3 separate regions of the Pan troglodytes genome follow, and regions 1 and 2 are each linked to region 3. A link is a contact called in public Hi-C data. All regions are on one chromosome and are shown on one strand. The core of a region is the stretch at or near the end of the contact, and the rest is flanking DNA. Distances in the headings are between cores, read along the strand shown.

Region 1 (3,459 bases), core at 426-2,925, 210 kb after region 3:
ATTTTATAATATTGTTTGCTGAAAGTTAAAATATTTTAACGAGTATTCTGTTCTATCACATAATTTTATACAAATTATAAAAGTAGGGAGAAAATCTGTAATGTGTTCATTGGTTCACAGATATTCATTCTGAAACTGTAAGGGCTGGTCTCTAACATTAGCAGCTGGGAGGGTCAGAGGCTACATAGGATTCCAGAAACACCCACCTCTGTTTATAAATAGCACAGTTCCCCAGAGTGACTCCTTGCTGTCTAATAAAAGCAGCAAGAAGGATGTGAAAGAAAGAAAAGTTGGTAAAAATATTCCATCTCCTTCTCTTCCTACTCTCAGGGAGGATGTATGGCGCTGATGACTTCTTGCCAGTCCTGACCTATGTCATAGCCCAGTGTGACATGCTTGAATTGGACACTGAAATCGAGTACATGATGGAGCTCCTAGACCCATCGCTGTTACATGGAGAAGGTAACTGCTTTTGAGAAAAGTTGAAGGAACTGGGTGCTATTTTTTTCATTTTTTTATAATTGAGACGAAATTCATGTCACATAACATTAATCATTTTACAGGGAATAAGTCAGTGGCATTTAGTATATTCACAATGTCATGCATTCTCCACCTTTATTTAGTGTCAAACTATTTTCCTCACCCTAAAATAAAATTCTGCACCCATGAAGCAGTTACTTGGGTGCTTTTTTGACATCTTAAGTGTTAACTGAATTTTTTATTAATTTAAAAGAGTGTACTAACCTTTTTCTGATTGCAAAAGTAATACACACTCGTGGTAGAAAATTTGGAAAAGTCAGGAAAAACACAAAGAAAAAATATAACCCCATCTTAACTATACTTCACTAAGATCGCTTAATGGCAATACAAAATTACATTCAGTAGAATAAATGCCATTTTTTTTGGAAGAAATGGTTTCTTTGGCTCCAAGAGGAAATTATAAACTTTTGTTGAGGATATTTCCATTGCCAGAAAAATAACCTGCTCTTATATTAGTGAAATGTATAAACGCTTGGCTTTGTTTTTATTTTTTAAAATTTCGTTTTCAAGGTGAAAACAGTATTAATTTTTTTCCAGTTTTTTTTAAGTATCTTTTCATTTTTATAGTAAAAATACAGGGGTGTGGAATCTGTGCAGTTTGCTCTCAATTTACGTTGGCATTCGGGTTCCTTCTCCTTGTGTCTGCCTAACCCCAACATGTCTTAGCAGAAATTCCTTCTCCTTACACATAGCTTAGGTATTTTACATGGAAATGATTAGGATGTTTGGCACAGTAGTGCACAGCCTTGAAACGCAGAAATAACTGGGACTCTATGTGAGCTTATCTTTTCAAAGGAGAACAAATCAGGGCCTGTGCACTGTGAATCCCCTTAATCCATTTTTATATATCCAGATAAAAGCCCAGACAAGCCCTGGGGGGGATTGTTACGGTTTTGTTTTGTTTTTTCCCGTGAGTTTCAGTCTGGGCTTGAGTAGAAAGGTCCATCTCTGACAGGATTCCCTAAGGAATGAGTCATCCCAGCATTTTCCCTGGAGGGAATGAAATGCATTTTTACCGCCCCCAGAATGTGCCCCCCTTAGTCTCCTCAGTCCTGTAATATGAATTCACCAGGCCTTACTTTTCCTGTCGGAGGGACCGCCCTTCTTGGAGCCCGATTATGCCCTTCCCACGTGACCATGGGTAGTGCTGACTCAGGATGGGGGATGAATCTCTCTCCTCCCGTACCCGATCCCAGGCAGGTATGAATGGGCCTCTTTCATGCTTTCACCCTTTAGCCTCTTCTGTCCCCTTATTAATATTACTAACCATGGAACCAGACACTCCCCGATGAGCCTCCAAGGCCCTCCCTGGAGCTTTTCTTGCCTGCTCTGCCCTGGGATTAGACAGGACAAGGCCAAACATGTGGTTTTGCCCAGGGACCAAGAGAAGCATGTTAGTCTACATAGCATGCTTTCCTTCCTTCCACTGTAATGTTTGTTATTAATACAGTTTGGGGTTTGGTTATTCTTTTTCGAGCTTCAATCATGTTTAATTCTAGTAATATAAGTATGTAGAGCTCTTAGGGCTTTGGGGAAAAAGACACGCCGGTTTCACTTAGAAAGTCGATTCTGTTGCTGACAATGTGCACTCAGGACAAACATTGCTTGTATCTTGTGGCTCAAGGATAGAAACAGCTACTTCCTGCCCCTTTCCCAGATTGGCCCAGGGCAAGGCCCTGCGTTGATGACTAATGGACAGGTGGCTGTCTTCTCCTCCACGAATCCCACAAGAAAGACAAGGGCACAGCTAGTGAGGATACAAAAGCTGCTGGTGAGCTCGCACTTAAATAGAGCCTGCTTCCACTTAACCGTGTCTGGGGCTTCTTGGCTGCCTTCCTTGGGAAGTAGGCGGCCCAGTTGGGTTGGCTGTGATCACAGACCAGGCCTGCACAGCATCGAACTGAAGCTATGCAGCCTGGGAGGAAGAGGCTACTGAGCAGTGGCAAAAATACAGATTGGACTTTTCCGTGCCTGCCCAAAGTCCTCTTTGGTTTGCGGGGTAGCAGCCACGTCTGTTTTCCGCTGTTTAAGCAGGTATTCTCATTTACCAAAAAGGCGTCATAGAATCCCTTAGAAGTGCACAGCTCTTGCGGTAGGGTTATAGTCTTGCTGAAATTTAAAACCTTCTCTAATTGCATCCACATGTTTCAAAGTGTGGTCAATTTTGTGCTTCCAGCATTTGAGTTTTCTCCTTAGTGTCCTGAACAGATGAGAGCTAGGGAGTCTAAAATTTGAAGTCCAAAGGAGCCCCCCTCCACCCCCACAAAGATTGTAACAGTTCTCCGAGTCCTTGCTCAAATCCTGACCCTCCATACAGCCTTTCCTGAATACTTATGTTCATATTGATTTCTCCTGAAATTCTCCATGTAGCATCTGTATTCTGGATTACTGAGTTTCACACACAGTCACATGCTGATTTGTTTGTGGGGCGAATATTTGGTAAAGATCAACAATTCAAAACTCTTAACTAGGGTGATTATACTGTAGGTGGCAAGGTCTGGAAAACCCTTCAGATCACTCTATACACAAAAAGCTTGACATGTGATCAATGGAAAGTGCATGGCTCAGGGTGACCCAGATTATGCTGCGGGAAAAAATAACCTCAAGTCTTCATCTGCAACCTGAAAACAAGAAGGGTATTTTTCTTTCTCGTGTTCATGTCCAGCACGAGTTTGCAGGGCGTGCGGCTCCTGATCCACATGGAGGGGACAGTTGCCATCTTGCATATTGCCACTTATTGACCAGAGAGAGGCTTCTGCAGGCTAAATAAATAAGCTTCTGAATAAAGCTAAATACTTTGGCCCTAAAGGTGACACTTCTGCACAAAACTCATTTCGCCAAACTAACTTCTGGTCCCTGCAGGAATAAATTGCCAGTGTCTGTTTTTTTTAAAAAAAAAAAAAAAAAAAAACACATTCA
Region 2 (3,465 bases), core at 941-3,440, 240 kb after region 3:
GTAATCTTCATAATAATCCAATGAAGTAGGTGCTATGATTATGCACCTTTTACAGAAACTGAGGCACAGAGAGGTGAAATACCTTTGTTGAGAATGTGAATACCCTCTTTGTAAACTACCAAGGATGACATTATCTTCTGGGTAACCTGTGTGCCACTTTTTCACTCAGCTATTTAATCAATATTTGCTAGGCATTTACTGGCCACCCTTCGAGATGCTAATTCATAGGAGGCAATCAGCAATGGAAACTGATAACAGTTTAAAAATAAGTAGACAAACAGGAGAGAAGGGAGAACCAGCTGGTGAATATCCAGGATATTCTCTGTACTGCCCTGCACGTTCCCCTGACCCCATGTGTTGGAATGGCCACGTAGCTATAGGATATTTCTGATCTGTGCCTCAAAATCGGAATAATAATTCGTATCAGTGCTTGCAAACTGCTGGCCCACAGCATCCAGTTTCTGCAGGGTTCCAATGCTACCTTTGTGTTAAACCCACAGTGTTTTTTTCTAAAAATCAAAATCATGTTTATTCCACCATTACCTAGATACAAACATAAAGTAGCTATAAACTTCTAATGTTTATAATACCAATGAATCAGAGCCAAAAATATTATAAAAACCTTCACTACTTCATAAGGAACAAAATTCAAATCAACATTAGTTCATGTCACACACAAAAAATTATGAAACACTTTGAAATGGCCAGAAAAAGATTACTGTCTAGTACACGTTTCCAGGTTTTCTCTGCTTTTTATTGTCTTTGACAATACAAAATTTTACAAATTTGTAAGCTGAGGAAAATTGATAGTAATGAAAATTTTTCTTGTCCATAAAATACAAATGCATAGTGTTATACAGTGCCCAGGAGAGACAGTGATTACAGCTCTGTGGATATTGACCAGTTTAACACTCATGTGTAAATACATTTCAGCATTCCTGCTTGCTTTATGTATTTTCTCTCTCTTTATCTTATCTTTTTGAGACAGGGTCTTGCTGTGTCACCCAGGCTGGAGTGCAGTGGTGCAGTCATGTCTCAGAGCAACCTCTACCTCCCGGGCTCAAATGATCCTCCCACCTCAGCCTCCCAAGTAGCTGGGATTACAGGCGTGAGCCACTGTGTCTGGTCTGAATAAAGGAATTTTTAACTTTTAATTTTAACTACTTTAAATTTAAAAACTGATGTTTGATTCAGCGATTTGAAAACAGTATATTTGGAACCGCTTGGATATGAGAATCTGCTTTTTAACCATACATTGATGAAATCTAAATAGAGAACAAGCATTTCCGATGACAGCTGCTCTCTCAGATTGAAATGCACTGCAAATGTAAGATACACACCGGATTTCAAAGTCTTTGCAAAAAAGAATGTAACATATCACATTACTTTTTTTATTGATTGATTACATGTTGAGTATTGATTGGTTACATGTTGAAATGATATTTCGGGTATAATAAACTGGGGTCAGGGAAAAATATTTTTCCCAAATAGGAAAAATAAATGGGTAAAATAAAGCGTACTATCAAAATCAATTTTACATTTCGTTTTGCTTTTATTTATTTATTATTTATTTTTGAGACCAAGTCTAGCTCTGTCGCCCAGGCTGGAGTGCAGTGGCGAGATCTCGGCTCACTGCAACCTCCGCCTCCTGGGTTCAAGCGATTCTCCTGCCTCAGCCTCCAAGTAGCTGGGATTAGAGGCGCGTGCCACCACGCCCAGCTAATTTTTATTTCTTTCCTTTTTTTTTTTTTTTTTTTTTTTTTTTTAGTAGAGAGGGGGTTTCGCCATGTTGGCCAGGTTGGTCTCGAACTGCCCGCCTTGGCCTCCCAGTGTTGGGATTACAGGCGTGAGCCACCGCGCCCGGCCTTCTTTTTGTTTTTAAACGTGGTATTGACATTTTAAGATGACATCTGCAACTCGCAACACTGGGACAAGTGATTCTGGGTCATAAATTCTCCCATTCCTCATTTACTCTGCAGCACCGGGTGGCTGCGAACTCCGCTCTTCTGCTTGGGTTTCCGCATCACCAGCAGCTTCTTTCCTTCCCAGGTGTCGCCGCCTGCTTTCTGCAGCCGCTGCCTGGGAGGGGTTCCGAGGTTCTGGGCAGCCACAGCCGCGGAGGCCTTACAGGAGCGACCTGGCAATTCCCGCCGCCGGCCGCCAGAGGAAGCTGCTTTGCTGCTGTCGTTGCCGAGCAACTCGTAGCCCGGAAGCAGTACCCCGTCTCGCTCGGTTCCGCGGCGGCCGCGCTCCGGGAGACTTCCGGCAGGGCGGGCGCGGGGTCTTGGCGAACGGTCTTCGGAAGCGGCGGCGGCGCGATGACCACGCTACGGGCCTTCACCTGCGACGACCTGTTCCGCTTCAACAACATGTGAGTGACACGCGCCTAGGGCCAGCCGCTTCTGGCCGGGCCTCGCTTCCCGGCCCCGCCAGCTCCGGCCCCAGCCGCGCCTTCCCGGCCGGACCCCAAGCCCGGGCGGGGACCCGCGAGAACCACCCCCCGCCGGCCGACGCGGGCGCCTCCCTGGGACCACAGGGTCCAGGGAGAGGTGGGCCTGGAGTCGACGCACGCCGGCCTTGGCGACCTTGGCCGAGGTGCTCAAACTTTGTCTCTGGACCCTGCGAGCTCGCAGGTTCTGGGGCAGCGCTCGGGCCTCCGCTCGTGGTCGCTGTCAGGAGGCGCTGGGGTGATGGGGCGAGCTGGAGACGCGGCCTGGAGCCCACGACCTGGGCTTCTCGCCCTGCCCTACTGCTTGCTGGCTCGTGGCCGGGCCGCGCCTCTTCTGGGCAGTGGGCACCGCCGAAGGCCGGGCCGCAGAGGGGGCTTGCGAGGATCGGAAGCTGGTCAGCAGCTGTTGGGATGTGTACATCGTGAAGCCCACCTGGTGGCCGTGGTTAAATTGTATCCAAATGAAATGACACTGATCACTGTGTCCCCTGCAGCAGATGCTGTCTCAGTCATGGTTAGTGTTTGCAAGTTTAGTTACTGTAGCTGCGCACCCCGGTGTACACACCTTTCCTCTGTGAGGAGTCACGGCAGATCTTAGGGGAGGCTCGCTGTGCCCAGAGCCCTGGATGCAGTTTCTTTGGATTCGAGTTAAGGCCAGACCTCTGATTTGCAGGTACCAATTTTTTTTTTAAGAAAACATTTTATTATGAAGATTCCCACACATTTAGAAAAGTTGGAGGAATTTCACCATGTGCTTTTATAGACACTTTTCCTGGATTCTGCCGTTAACATTTTGCTACACTGGTATCTCTCCTTCCTTGCCATCTATCAGTCCTGGATCCACTTTAAAAAAAACAACAGGGCGGTATGTGAAAACTAAGGACCAAGTGGTTCCGATTCAAGTGTCAGGAAGATGGAAAGAACTATGGGATAAGATGGCTGGGAACATTTCAAAGAGGGGGTGAGCCTTGAAGATGGATAACACATTGGTAAGTGAGGAAGAAGGAAGTTCCGGA
Region 3 (3,390 bases), core at 260-2,759:
TGAATTCCTCCCGAAGCCGGCTCTGAACAAGGATTTGATTAGAATGCAAGTAGTTGATGGGAGGGTGGTCCCAGGAAACCCCTAGGGAAGGGGGGGGGGTGAGGCAGGGGAGGGAGGCAACAATATGGAGTGTATTATCAATAATTTACCCCATGGACAGCCACAGCTTACCCCTGCCGGGAAGCTGACTATCCCACGAGGGGTGGAGGCGTGGGAGGTGCAGGGCAGGTGTTCACACTCGCTCTCATCAGTTGTAGATTGAGGGCTACTGGGGTCTGGGAACTGATTCCCAGCATTTCAGGCCTCTCCCTGAGAAAAGCTCATTCCAAGAGCCAGAGGAACCCTCAGGCAAGGAGACGGGGATGCTGGCAGTGTGGAGTCCAGCAGGCTGTCGTGGAAGAGGGGACACGAGCAGCACCTGCAGTGTCTACTCCAGGGCCGAGGCCAGGTTAGCACAGTGAGACACTGACGGACACAGTGTGTCAGAGCAGGGCTGGCACATGGCACCGGATGGCGCTGCTTGAAATTGGCCAATTGCCTGCTGCCCCAAGGCAACTTGAAAATCAGATGCGGCTTTGCCAGTAACTCCCGCAACCTGTAGTTTTATTCAGGACAGCAGATGCTATCAAGGGTGCTGTGCCCTTTGCTGATGTAGTTGAGGTAGGAAGTTTGCTTGTTTTGGTGATGGCTGATGATATTTAAGAATTTTAGCTTCAAGTATGCTATAGTGGTCAGAAAGGAATTTAAACAATTATGTGTGTGTGTGTGTGTGTGTGTATGCATTTAGTTATTACAAAGGGTTCCTTGTTTAAAAAGCTATATATACTGTTGCACTAAGAAATGCTTGTATTGTGAAGAGCAAATAGATTTGGGTAAATGGATGTTTCAGCACAGTAAATGGCATTATTATTTAAACACATAGGGAACTCTGAATTTCAGTAGAATAATGGTGGTTGCCTACATCCAAATCTCTTACCATAACTTAAAAAAATTTACCCAAATCAACAAATAGAGCAAATAAAACCATTGTTTACACAAGCCCTCAGGATTACTAAGAGACAAAATTCTACAGACTTCAAATTTCCTGTAAGTAGTGAGAGAAGTATCCAGGTCCAGCCAGGCAGGCTCCGGAGCCCGCCCCTGTCTAGAGCGTTGGGCGGGGACCACAGAGGACAAGTGGAGAAGGGCAGGAGTGTGCACAGCCCGGGGTGATGCAGCCCAGATCACATTACCCCTGGAAGGACAGGCCCCATCCTGAGTGGGAATACCAGACAGTGTGAGACTGGAGGCTACAGCCGTAGGAAAGGCGAGGTTACTGGGAGAGAGGAGGGAAACTAGGAAGGGCACTGCCCCTTGGAGACTTGGTGATATCCAGAAAGAAGGCAAAAAGAATAAAATAAAGGGTCCTTCAGAGATCAAAGAAAACCACAAAATCAGACATGCTCCCCCTCTTCCAGAGTAAGCACAATAAAGAAATTACACTTCACTCTATCAACGGTAGAGGGCGCATCTGAATCAAGAAACCTGGCTAGCCACCCACACGCTGTCCCCTGCCTACATCAACTCTCACCCATGATCCAGTAAAGAAAATAGATGACAAAAGGAGCAGAAAGTGGCAGACAACGTGCAAGCAAAGCTGCAATCAGAAGAAACGAGTTTGTGAATCTAAGCATTTCAGCTAGTCAATGTTCTCACCCCTCTACACACACACACACACACACACACACACACACACACACACACACCAGAGCAAAAGAAAACTGTAATGACATTCCACCACTAATTAAATGTCCTAACATAAGAACTTTCACATGCTAAAAAACCCAACCTTTAATAAAAAAATCAGAACTAAAATGGGCAAAACCCAGGATGATGTGAAATGATAGTTGACTGAACTCCAGAGAGGAAATGGGGAAATTCAGTTTGCAGATGCTTTTGTGCTGCCAGGCAGGACATCCTTTCGGTGGACAGTAGATGGACAAGAACTGTTGCCTTTTCCCATCCACAGGCCTATGTTTTCTAAACCCCAGCCCAAGGCAAGCATTTCTTATCCATAAGCGTACTGGCTATTTCAGTGGGGAACATTGTGCAAGGCCAATGTTGGCTATCATTTTTACTTGCCAAGTTCTCTATTATATGAGACTAGGAAATACCCAAATACTTTCCCAGGGAAGATCAAGTTGAGTGGATTAAACTTTCCAAGGAGAGCTTCATTCTCCTTGGTAATATGTCAAACTTTCAGAGATAAACTTTTCAGAGATGTTTCCAAATTGTAATGAATGACTACAATAAATGATGCCGTATTTTATACTTTAAAAAGTAATTTTCATACATTATATTCATCATTAAAGTTGTATATATGTCAAAGTAACACATGTGATAGTTTCTTCCCTGCCTCTGTGTGACCACAAGCAGCTTAGAAATGCTTCGCCTTGGTTTATACATGTGAAAAATGAGAATGGGAATGGCTTCCCCCTCTGTGAGATTTCCAGTGCATTGCTAACTTCAGTCTGTGGGACAGATTGTATTTTTCTAAACATAGCCACAATGTCATCACCCATCCCACACCTTCTCCTAGGCACCTCCTTATCAAGAGGTAAAGTTGAATGCCTGTCTCTTGAGTCTGGGTGGGTTTGTGTCTCACTTGTACCCAATAGAATGCAGCAGAAATAATACTGCATTACTTCTGAGGATAATTTGGAAAGAAAAAGATAATGCAATTTCCACCTTGCTGTCTGGTACATTCTTGCTGGAGTGCTGAGCTGCCATGCAAGCAGTTAGACTGTTCTGAGGCTACCATGCTATGAGGAAACCCAAACTAGCCCAGGCAAACAGATCACATGACAAAGCCCTGAAGCTACATGAAGAAAGAGAGAGATACCGTAGCAGTCTCCAGCTGTTCCAGCCATACCTTCCCGCTCCCCACCCCCACACACTCTGCCTTTTGTTCCAGTTCCAGTTACCATCTGGCTGCAACCACATTTGAGACTCTGAGCCAGAACAACCCAGCCAAGCCCTTCCTGAATTCCAGACACTCAGAAACCATGGCAATAATAAAATGATTATTGTTTTAAGCCACTGAGTCTTGCGGTGACTTGTTATATAGCAATAGATAATGAGGATGCATGAAGCGTGAAGATGCATGAAGCCATCATTTCTAGGGAAAGCGTAGTGACTATGCCTAATACCTTTTGCGGTAGTGCTGTTTTGGATAATTTTTATAGCGGAAGTTGATAGGACAGAACATGTCTCTTTGGGGAAGAATTATATTCCTCTCTAGATTTAGCTTACATGCTAACCTTTCCAGTGGAAAAGAATTGAGTTATTTTCCAGTGATTTTCTGTTTTTGTACTTGCAAAGCTTTATGTATCTATTGCTTTTGGTGAAAGT

Evidence for each region. A called contact is a pair of places that touch in the nucleus more often than the background predicts.
Region 1: a Hi-C map of stem cell-derived neural progenitor cells shows a contact between it and region 3, with 8 times the contacts expected there. The contact joins two enhancer-like sites. A contact is called at or near these places in 3 of 7 Hi-C or Micro-C datasets (blood, induced pluripotent stem cells and stem cell-derived neural progenitor cells) and 1 of 1 other capture datasets (stem cell-derived neural stem cells).
Region 2: a Hi-C map of stem cell-derived neural progenitor cells shows a contact between it and region 3, with 3 times the contacts expected there. The contact joins the promoter of NAA20 here to the enhancer-like site in region 3. A contact is called at or near these places in 2 of 7 Hi-C or Micro-C datasets (induced pluripotent stem cells and stem cell-derived neural progenitor cells), 1 of 1 datasets of contacts at active chromatin or transcription factors (stem cell-derived excitatory neurons) and 1 of 1 other capture datasets (stem cell-derived neural stem cells).

What each region holds. Positions count from the first base shown.
Region 1 is chr21:26,522,061-26,525,519 of NHGRI_mPanTro3-v2.0_pri, forward strand. RIN2 (Ras and Rab interactor 2) reads left to right here. Exons shown (of 14, transcript XM_016937522.4): 12 at 331-462. Among named protein-coding and RNA genes, the nearest start is that of NAA20, 24 kb to the right of the region's middle. Within about 2 kb of position 1,676, at least 13 of the 24 cell types and tissues checked have an H3K27ac peak or open chromatin away from gene starts, as enhancers often do. A contact at or near this core is called in stem cell-derived neural progenitor cells and stem cell-derived neural stem cells, where this site is marked.
Region 2 is chr21:26,545,343-26,548,807 of NHGRI_mPanTro3-v2.0_pri, forward strand. It overlaps NAA20 (N-alpha-acetyltransferase 20, NatB catalytic subunit), which reads left to right and starts at 2,191. Exons shown (of 6, transcript XM_514540.8): 1 at 2,191-2,371. The coding sequence starts at 2,319.
Region 3 is chr21:26,307,417-26,310,806 of NHGRI_mPanTro3-v2.0_pri, forward strand. All of the region lies in intron 1 of RIN2 (Ras and Rab interactor 2), which reads left to right. Among named protein-coding and RNA genes, the nearest start is that of RIN2, 28 kb to the left of the region's middle. Within about 2 kb of position 1,510, at least 10 of the 24 cell types and tissues checked have an H3K27ac peak or open chromatin away from gene starts, as enhancers often do. A contact at or near this core is called in stem cell-derived neural progenitor cells and stem cell-derived neural stem cells, where this site is marked.